Linked DNA regions of Hordeum vulgare: region 2 is linked to region 1. Evidence: chromatin contacts called from public Hi-C data. All regions are on one chromosome and are shown on one strand. Each heading gives the region's core, a stretch centred on a gene start, on an enhancer-like site or on the middle of the called end of the contact. The rest is flanking DNA. Distances are from core to core; before and after follow the strand shown.

Region 1 (5,767 bases), core at 2,485-4,984:
CCATCGGCACGGAAACGGGACAAACACGTACTACGCTCGCCTTGTTTTCCCCTCACCCGCTAGTCGGTGGCACAAAGACCATTCTAGTATTTTCCCTTCCCCTCCAACGCTTCCGCCTGCCCCGCCTCCCACTTTCGCCATCGTCGCCACCGATCGGTAGATTGACCCCTCCCGTCAGCCTCATCCCCCGTGCCACTGTCCCCGCCGCCCAGCTCCACTTCTTTGTCTCAGTGGGTCGTCCATGATCACCTTAGTATGGAGCAGCCACAGTTTAGGGGCTCCATGCCGGAGCACACGTCCGTGCTGAATCGCAACCGGGAGAGTGGTCATTTCCTCCTTTGAAAGGATTACTTCGAGACCCCAAACCCGCTCTACAAATATCACATGTTTCGACACCGTTTTCATATGGCTAGGCATGTATTCAGACGTATTCGGGAGGGGTTGGTCGAGTACGACAACTATTCGAGAGCAAGAGGGACTGTCTTGGAAAGATTGGATTCTTCTCTTATCAAAAATGCACTATCGCAATTCAGATGCTTGCATACGCAGTTCCCTATAATCTCATGTCATTGATGAGTATGTACGAATGAGTGAGTCCACATGCCTTGAGTCCACGTATAGCTTTCGCAAATCTATCATAGTTGTGTATGGGTTGGAGTACTTGAGAGAGCCAACTACTCCTGATACAACACGGTTGCTAGCAATGAATGCTAGCACGGGGTTCCCGGGGATGCTTGGTAGCATATACTGCATGCACTGGAAGTGGAAAAATCTCCCTTCTGCTTGGTAGGACGATTATAAGGGTCATGTTCGAGCTTGCACTGTCATACTTGAGGTCGTAGCTTTTCAAGATCTCTGGATTTGGTACTCTTTCTTCGGCATGGCCGGATCTCACAACGATACCAATGTGCTCCAGCGCTCCCATGTGTTTGCTAAAATGGCAGAAGGCAATTGCCCGAAGGTCAATGTTGAGATCAATGGCCATCAATACACCAATGGATACTATCTACCTGAGGATATCTATTCATAGTGGTCTACTCTTCTGAAGACAATCTCCAACCGTGTAGAAGAGAAGAGAAAGAGATTTTCCCAAGAGGAAGAGAGCGCTCACAAAGATGTAGAGTGTGCTTTTGGTGTTCTTCAATCTCGATGAGCATCGTTCAGTATCCCGCCAGAACTTAGAACACCAAAAAGTTATGGAAGGTGATGACAACCAACATGATTATGCACAACATGATCGTAAAGGATGAGCGCCCAAAACGTCTCTATGATCAAGTGTTTCAGTTTCAACGTGACAATGTCGAAGGGGTAATGTTTGCACAGTTCGTCGAGTTCCATCAAAAGATGCGTGATTGGAAAACTCACACGCAACTACAAATGATTTGGTTGATCATGTGTGGATTCAAGTCGGCGACCAATATATGTATCGGCAATATTTATTTTTAGACGTATTTGAAATAATTTATTTTATAAACTATGAGATATTTATCCAACTTAAAATTTTAAATGTATTTAAAACAATTTAATGTTTAGCTGTGTTTTTATTTAACATACATAACAAAAAAAAAGGTTGCAAGCATGCCCTGTGGATGAAAAATGGGTCGAGCGGATCGGACGCCTGGTCGACCAAAACGAAAAAAAATGGGTAAGTGGCTGCGGGCTCGGGCGGGCCCCGGCTGCTGAGGGAGGAGAGAGGAGGTGGGGGCTGTGCTAGGGTTTGAGGGGTGGCACGGTAAACGAGGGAGAGAGAGGGTTTAGGTCCATATTAGGAAGGGGGGTTGTTTTAATAGGGAAGGTGGGCTAGGTTTAGGAGTTTTTCGCCCCGGTTTCAACCGCACGATCGGAATTGAACGGTCTCGAATGCGGGACGGGCTAAGTGGTTGTGTAGAGTGGCTAGCCGGAGACAAGAGGGAAATGGAGCGGCGCGGCATCGCGATTTAAAACACCGAAACACGTCTGACGAATAACCGAATGCGGTGCCGCTACGGTCGACCGTTCGGGTACCAGTCAGACTCCGATTGCGACGAAAATTGGCAGGCGGCCTACCTACAACTAAATAAGACCGCACGCCAAGTTTCAACCAAATCATAGAAAGTTTTATTCACACTTTTAAAAACAAGATTTAAACGATGCCATAGGCGCGTGCGTCTGTGGTTGGGCTCAAAACGGGCAACGACGAACGCGGAGAGAACCTGCAACTAATAACGGATGAAAGTTTTGAAAACTGACAGCAGCGGGATGCCGATGCAATGCAGATGATGCGCATGATGCGATGATGATGCGACAAATAAAATAATCACACGGCAGCAACAGAATAAAAGGGGAACCTTCTGGAGCATCGGTCTCGGGCGGTCACAGACTGCCTTGGAAAGATTGGCTTCTCCTCTTATCAAAAATGCATTGCTGCCATTTGAATGCTTGCATATGGAGTTTTTGGTGATCTCCTTGATGAGTATGTCTGAATAAGTGAATCCACATGCCTCGAGTCCATGTATAGGTTTTGCAAAGCCGTCATAGTTGTGTTTGGGTCCTAGTACTTGAGAGAGACAATTGTTGCTGATATAGCACGGTTGCTGGCAGTGAATGCTAGCAGGGGGTTCCCGGGGATGCTTGGTAGCATAGACTGTATGCACTGGAAGTGAAAAAATGCCCTTCCTCTTGGCACAACTAGTATAAGGGCCATGTGCGAGCTTGCACTGCCACACTTGAGGCCGTGGCTTCCCAAAATCTTTGGATTTGACACTCTTTCTTCGACATAGCCCGATCACACAACGATATCAATGTGCTCCGGCGCTCTCCTATGTTTGCTAGGATGACAGAAGGCAATTGCCCGGAGGTCAATGTTGAGGTCGGTGGCCACCAATACACCAATGGATACTATCTAGCTCACGATATCTATCTGTAATGATCTATTCTTGTGAAGACAATCTCCAACCCTACAAAAGAGAAGATAAAGAGATTATCCCAAGAGCAAGAGAGTGCTCGCAAAGATGTAGAGTGTGCTTTTAGTGTTCTTCAATTTCGATGGGGCATCGTTCGGTATCTCGCCGGTACTTGCAGCACCAAAAAGTTGTGGGAGGTGATGACACCCTGTGTGATCATGCACAACATGATAGTAGAGGATGAGCGTCCAGAATATCTGTGTGATCAAGGGTTTCAGTTTCACCATGACAATGTTGTGCCTGAGCATGTTGAAGGGACAACCTTTGCACAGTTCGTCGAGTTTCATCATAAAATGTGTGATTGAAAACTCACATGGAGCTGAAAAATGATTTGGTTGAGCATATGTGAATTCATGTCGCCAACCAATAGATGTATCGACAACATTTTCTTTTAGATGTATTTAAAACTATTTAATTTTTTATTTATCTTGTAAACTATAAGATATTTATTCAATTTAAACTTTTAAATGTATTTCAAACAAATGTTTAGCTATATTTTAATTTATAACATATCTAATAAAAATTTAGAAAAACTACAAAAATGGATTGAGGCGTTAGACACACGATCGATCTAAATAAAAAAGATTGACATGTCGAGCCAAACAGATAAAACACGAAAAAAAAAAGCACACAATCAATATAAATGAAAAAGATTAACATGTCGAGCCAAACAGGTAAAACACGGACAAAAAAACGCATCCGTTTGGACCGCTTGGTTGGAGTTGCTCTTACTGCAGCCCCGTCGTGTCTGGACCGCTTGGTTGGGGTTGCTCTTACTGCAGCCCCGTCGTGTCATGCCACAGGAAGAAGAAAAGGCGATCATGTCCCGTCAACGATAACCCATGGCAAAAAATCACTGGTTCCTCTGTAGCACACCGCCACTCCCCCAGTCCCGCTCGCACACAGACGAGACACAGGTTTCACTCCGTCGAGGTCGATCGAGCGCGTGTGTGTATATATGCCACTCGCGTCCCCTACTCCTCGCCGTACTCTCCACTCCGCACTGCGCGCTGCCCGCTCCGTGTGTGTGTCCTCTCCTCTCCTCGCGCCTAGGTGTTTGAGCGGAGGGGCAAAAGGACGGAGACGCGGGCGCCTCGCCTCCTCCCCGCGCCGTGCTTTGTCCGTTGCCGCGGCGCGACTAGCCGCCGTCGTCTTCCCGGCCCCGCGGCGGACGCCCCGAGGTGAGTGGGCGGGCTCCAGCTCGTGTTTTCTTTCTCGGCTTCCCCAGCTGTTCTTTGTCTCTTGCGTCGTCCCTTTGCTCCGCTCTGCTCTGCTCTTGGCTCCTTCCCCGCAGCTCGTCTCGTCTCCGCAGACTCCTCTCATCATTTTGCGTGAGAGAGATAGATAGATAGATAAAATAAGCGGAAGAATAGAGAGGATTGTTGGATCTTTGTCTCTGGGCTGGACTGATTTAGCGAGCAGAGTTCGAGGCCTCGGTCTTAGTTTCACCTCACGGACAGCGAGGAGCACACCGGCAGACCTGTGGCCACTGTTTCCGGCGCTCTCTTCTCACGATCCTCTCCTCTCGTTTGCCCCCTTGCTGTTTCGTTTTGTTTCGTCGAAGAGGCAAAGAAAAGTCCCGCTGTCAATTTTTTGTCCTGCTCGAGCTTTTTATCCAAAAGAGGACACGAGCGATGCCGGAGACAAAAAATCTCCATCGCTGACGTCACCTTCTTCTTCTTCAACAGTCGAAACTTAGCCCCACTCCTCCATGTTTTTGACTTGGTTTCGGCTCTTCTTCCTGTTGTTGTTTTGGTTGTAGCGGCTCGCAGCAGGTTGGAACTGGAACCCAACTGAGGTAGAGAGCATCACTCCATCAGTGGTGGTGATTCGATTCCGCGAGCAGCAGCAAGATGTTGGAGAAGAAGGCCGGCGAGTTCAGCGGCGAGATGGTGATCGCCGAGTTCGAGCGGCTGACACGTGACGCCGACATTGTGCAGCAGGAGACGCTGCGGCGGATCCTTGCCGAGAATGGCGCCACCGAGTACCTGCAGCGGCTGGGCCTCGCCGGCCGCACCGACCCCGCCAGCTTCAAGGAGTGCGTGCCGCTCGCCACGCACGCCGACCTTGAGCCCTACATTGACCGCATCGTCGACGGCGACGCCACGCCCATCCTCACCGGCAAGCCCGTCACCTCCATCTCGCTAAGGTTGGTCGCTCCTTGCCACTTGCCAATCAAGGCTCCTACCCTACGGCTTAGCTCCTCTTTATACAAGCTCTCCTCAAGGATTGATCATGGTGATGCTTCTTGGTGTTGCAGCTCCGGCACGACGCAGGGGAAGCGCAAGTACCTGCTGTTCAACGAGGAGCTTGTCAAGTCCACGATGCAGATATACCGGACCTCCTACGCTTTCAGGAACAGGTACAGAGCAAATCCCGCCCAGATTTCGTTGGGTTAGTTTCTCGCTTCTGGTGCCCGGCCTCGATCCGGGGAGTCGTCCTCCGCCATAATTCGCCTGTTTTCTCAATCTATACATCTCACGTGAACCAACAGTATGGATCGATCTGTGAGTTGAAATGGAGTAATCAGTTGCATAACCAGTTAGAATTAAGTCTGTGATCGACGCGATAAGCCTAACGTACGACTGCAACCTCCCTTTCTTCCTCTTGTACCGACGGCCTGTCATTCTCGTTCTAGTTTTAGTGAAGGTTTTTCGGTTGGTGACCTCCATTAACGAGGTGCTTATGCTGACCGCTTAACGGCAGGGAGTTCCCCGTTGAGGACGGCAAGGCGCTGCAGTTCATCTACAGCAGCCGGCAGTTCACGACCAAGGGCGGGCTGACGGCCACGACGGCGACGACCAACGTGTACCGCAGCGAGGAGT
Region 2 (5,305 bases), core at 2,381-4,880, 140 kb before region 1:
TCTTGCCGAACAAATCGGTGCCCACGATGATGAGACATCGATGCAGCTTGGCAAATACAAAAATTGGACGATCCTATGGCCGAAGAATTTTCTTTGTTTGGAGGTGGTCGGGAGCACACCAACGAGACCTGAGCAAGGTATGACCACAACCCCACCTACGCAATTACGACCACAGTCTATGCTGCTGGGTGAGGGCGAGCGACGTGAGGAAGGGGGTCCAACCGTTTCAGCGCTGGTTGATGATGTCGCCCACATGGATGAGGATATGAATCATGACATGGAGGACGAGGACCGTCTCAAGTGGCTCAAAACCGGCGCCTATGAGGACGTAGCGATGAGCCAGCCATAGGAGCAATAGTCGGAGCCGGAACGTCCTTGGGAGTGCAAGAAGTCTTTGTTCCTGCAAGCCTCACATGACAACCATCCAGATGTCGCCTCAACCCAAGCCCAACTAAGCCAAGGTCATGCAATGCTGAGACCGACGACACTGCGGGCGGTGGTTAGACATGGTATGGCAGACCCACCAGCACATGATCCCACCAAGAAGAAGTAGAGGAAGAGACCGACGGAGAAAATCCCAGTTTCTGCCAAAGTGGTTTCTAGCAGCGAGCCGCCTACGCACACCCGGGTTGAAGACAATGTACTGATCAAAGGTGCACCATCTATCCATATCGCGGGGCAACCAATATTATCGGAGGATGTGCTAGCCACCATAACAGGGGATCTCGGGAGAGTGCATGACCATGTGTTATCGACGGATAAAAGCCTTCTCTCCTCGAATGATCTAGGATACCCGCTTAATACGGTTTATGTGTTGTCTCATGGCAAGGAGTACATCCATGACTACCCTGCAGACATGTTTTTCCTGTGATTTGACTACATCTTCGAGATGTTACTAATGAGGCGACTCGGTTTGGCATACATTCGTCTTTTTGCGCTTCAAATGAACTACATCGTCAGGAGAGAGAAAATTAGTAGTATTGCGGTCGCGGACCAGTACTACATGCGTGACGACTTCTTCTCAGTCTGTGAAGCCAACCGTAAATATGCGACGAAATACATCAAAGAGTTCATGGTCAACAATAAGCACAAGGAAGTGATTCTCGTACCTTATCATCTCTGATAAGTCATCCGTAGATAGCCACTATAACACATACACACTTTCGTGCATTTCAATCATTACTTTACACGCATGAATACTAACTTAATCGTGTATTTATTTTGCCCAGCCACGAGAGTGACATTCTCATCGTTCTTTACCCATGTTGGTCCTGCCCTCTGTATTTGGACCCGTCCATGACCATAAAGAATAAAGATTACACATACATCAAGTATGTTATGGATAGAGCTCTCGTGGGCTTCAGCATGTGGGGTGGCTTCCTTGAATTCAAGAAGACGTTTAGGGGCACGGTGTGTTTCAGCCATAAGACTAACTTCTATTGCGTCCAGCGATCGACAACAAGTAATAAGGATGGATTCTACGTCATCCATCTAATGCTGGAGTACAGAAGGGATCAACAATCACTTCGCATGACATCTTAATCTGATACCCATATCCAGAGATGGCCCAAAGCCTTAGAAAACGTACCAGATGGTCGACTACGTAATGACTTCTACCACATCCAGCAGGAAATTGTGTCGATCATCATGAAAGACGTCACTTAAGAGAATGGGATGCTCTACGGCGGTCCAATATCACGGCATGACGTCCGCACCCGCATAGCCCTACTACGCGAGGACAACACGCCTTTCAACAAGCTTGGGTGCATCCTCTCTGATATGGATGGATGGCACGAGTGCACTGCTTAAATTCATTATGACACTCTGTCTGTTTAGTTGTTACTTTCTCTACAACCAAAACTTTGAATTTATCTGTACGACGTAACTATTAAATATAAGCGCTACCGCACTCTAGTTAGTTAGTTTGGGTACAGTGAATTTCGTTAACTATGTTTATGTTGCTTCTATTTGCTAACTCTTTCTCTCCGCAGGCCGACGTCGTATATTATGTTGCATATTATCGTTGAATTCACTGGATGATATATGCATCTCTGACAGGTATATAGATCATCGATGGAGAGGTGGTATGCCATGTACATAGGGAGAGTTCCGGGATTGTACGAGGAGCAGACAGAGTGTCAGGCCCAAATGCATCGCTTCCCAGGCGGCAACCAGAAAGGGTTTGATAGTAGAATTGAGGCGGAAGCTAGTTACTTGAGGTGGATGCTAGCGCGAGAGAGAAATCAAAACCGATGCATTAAGAACTACTACATAATCTTGCTTTTGCTCATCGTGGTCGGTCTTCTCTTGTATGCGATCAGATCATAGCTAGGTTACATAGATGATGAAACATGAGTATGCCCATGGTTAGTTGCATGTATTCGAGACTTGTAATAACCTGTATCGATATCTCTTCGAAACTTGTAATAACGTGCTCGACCATTAGTGATGATGATGAGATGAGATGAAAGACCACCTTTTATTCATCGATGCCGACAATTAGACATTTTGGTATCGTATCTGTTTTGGTGAATATGCATGTTCTTATTGTATAGAAGTTGTATTTGTTTCAATAGAGCGAAAACCGCCAAAAAACATAATAAAAACTAGCAGTAACGCTCGTCCTAGGTTTACCAACAACATGTGTTTAACAGTAGCGCTCCTGACACATGCGCGCTGCAGATAGTTAGTTGTAGCGTTAGTATAAGGAACGCTAGTAATATAGGATATTACCGATAGTGTTGGGTAGAAAGCGCGCTACTGCTAAAAAATAGTTGTAGGACCGTAGATGTAGTGCACCTGCCAGCACTACTGGTAGGGTTTTCCCTAATAGTGGTGGCATTGACCATTGAGCCACATGTGTTGGCACCTAGTTCAAAATCAAATGATCTCTTTACGAAGAAACTTTGTGACTTGCTAGCCAACGCGGAGGTTGCTAGACCTGGTTTGAGCAGATGGATTGCTTGCCTCCTGACTGGGATGCTAATATGGGGTCAAGAAAAAAGGTGGGCAAAGGCAAAAATGGTGCCAAAGGCAAGACGTCTCTCGCTACTTGATCGTGTTGTCGTTGCGGGTTGGGAGATGGCTCATAATTTATGAATGTTATGTATTGAGAGAGTGTGGCAGACTATTTGTGCGGTTATGGGGTTTCATTGCTTGTGAATAGCTTGTTTGTGCTCCATTTGTATTGATTTTTATCGGGCTTCTGTTAATTAACTTGATAAATTTTTTTCTTGATGAATTAATGAGGCAAAAATTCCGACTTACAAAAAAAGAACCTAGGACTTGACTGAAAAGCTGTGCCTACTTGAGTACTACTGATACTTGACGTAGGACGGCCCAGAGTGTGGACGATGGACAGATAACCAGCAGCAAATGATTATCAATCAAAGGAAAAAAAGAGAGGTAAATTGTCTTATCGTTCACATCTGGTCAGGCGAATAATTATATTCTGCTGAATGTGCTGGCTTGGGCAGATGCATGCATTTTCCAGAGATGATTTGGCTTGTTTAGTTTTTCTTTTTCTTTTTTCTAAACCGAAGCAAGCTGTTTTGGTCGTTTGTACACGACACTGCTCAGTGAGCAGCACCCAGCGGCCGTCTACTCTACGCAGCACCCACTGTACAGTACTGCACTGCAACCAACCTGGGTTCGGGGAGTCGGGGTCTTGGGGTCGACGCTTGGGGCATGCCAGGACCACATGGCAGTGCGGACATGCAGAAAAAAAAACCACGACCGAGAGGCGAGAGACACGAGCTGCACCGTGCCGATTCTCCTGTGGGGAAGTCTTCTTCTCGTCGCCGGCCGCGCCGCATGTCACAGCACAGTCGCATCATCTCGAACGCAAGAAAGCCCGTCGCACAAAAGACAAACCCGGCATGGCCCTCCTGGCTCCTGCGGCAGCCGGTCGGCTCCGTCTCCGGCCCCGGGCAGGCAGGCGATGATGCCACTGGAGAGGTACCGTTCGCTGTATGAGTGTGTGGAGCAGAAACGCTGCACCGTCGAGGCAATACCCACAGGGTTCCTGTCTCTGAGCAGTCATCTTGTGTCTGCTTTTCATGTTGTGCCGACAGCACGGTATGCCGTATCACAGTGGGACGACTATTTTTTCTTTTAAACAAGTCAATTTTTTTAACGCCAATAACGTCCACGCGTGTATGGAATGACGTTCGCTCACACATCTATAACACATAGATTATGTCACGTCATCGCATGCGTGTGAAAAAATCTTTTTGAATTTTCAGTTTTTAAACTATTTTATGTCTTAAATGAAAATTTTAATTATAGATTTTTTTTCATCGTTAAATCCATCGCGACGAGATCTTCGAAATTAGATCTCGTATTAATATGTTTCGGTGTTTTTTTTGAATTAAAAGTTGTCATGTGTATTGCACATGAATTGACATGATGTTTACACTGAAGTTGTCATGATATGTTTAGCTATTTTTTGTTCTATCTTTAAAAATAAATTATGACATATTATAAAACGAAGAATTAAGAAACTAGACTTGCCGTGAACCATAAACTAAAATGAATTAAAACAAATTAACACAATACACACGTAAGCGCTTATACATATGCGTATATACTCACATGATAAATTACGTAAATTTTTCATGATACATGCACTTAAATTTGCCATGGTTCATAAAAATAATAATTTCCATGGTGAGAGTACTGAAATTGTCATGGTCAAAATACTAAAATTGCCATGATCTATAAACTAAATTTGCCATAATGGATTATTAAAAATTGTCATGATCCATACATCAAATTTGCCATGATTAATTACTAAAAATTGTCATGATCAATTAATAAAAATTGCAGGAAAAAGTAGTTGAAAATATAACGATAGCTTTAAATATAGAAGAAAAAAAGATAGAACATGTCATGGCAATTTTAGTGTAAACACTATAACAACTACAGTATAAACATCATGGCAACTTTTGGTCATTTTTTTCATCGAAACATATCAACATGGAATTTAGTTTAGAAGACCTCGTCGAGACGGATATAATGGTGAAAACGGATTTTTAATTCAATTTTTAATTAGGAGATAAAACATTTCTAAGCTGAAACAAAAAAGATTACCGTTGATGTCATCTGTTTTGACGTGACAAAAATAGATGGTAATGAAGGCGTTTGGGTCATGTTGCTTCGTGCCACACGTGTGGACATTAACATTAACGAAAATTTTATCATTTTCATTAATTAAGGAAAAGGTTTAGACAAGAACCGCTAAGTGGTAAAAATAAAAGATTATGCTCGCGACATCAATGCACTCAGATGTTTGGCTCCTGCCAAT

Evidence for each region. A called contact is a pair of places that touch in the nucleus more often than the background predicts.
Region 2: a contact with region 1 is called in a Hi-C map of leaf, with 2.5 times the contacts expected there. The contact joins the enhancer-like site here to the promoter of LOC123443188 in region 1. A contact is called at or near these places in 3 of 6 Hi-C or Micro-C datasets (leaf and seedling) and 1 of 1 datasets of contacts at active chromatin or transcription factors (embryo).

Annotation. Positions count from the first base shown.
Region 1 is chr3H:119,335,068-119,340,834 of MorexV3_pseudomolecules_assembly, reverse strand. LOC123443188 (jasmonoyl--L-amino acid synthetase GH3.3-like) reads left to right here and starts at 3,734. Exons shown (of 5, transcript XM_045119484.1): 1 at 3,734-4,123; 2 at 4,705-5,091; 3 at 5,203-5,304; 4 at 5,649-5,767. The coding sequence starts at 4,796.
Region 2 is chr3H:119,477,231-119,482,535 of MorexV3_pseudomolecules_assembly, reverse strand. No RefSeq gene overlaps it. Among protein-coding and RNA genes, the nearest start is that of LOC123439652, 14 kb to the left of the region's middle. Within about 2 kb of position 3,630, at least 3 of the 3 cell types and tissues checked have open chromatin away from gene starts, as enhancers often do. A contact at or near this core is called in leaf and seedling, where this site is marked.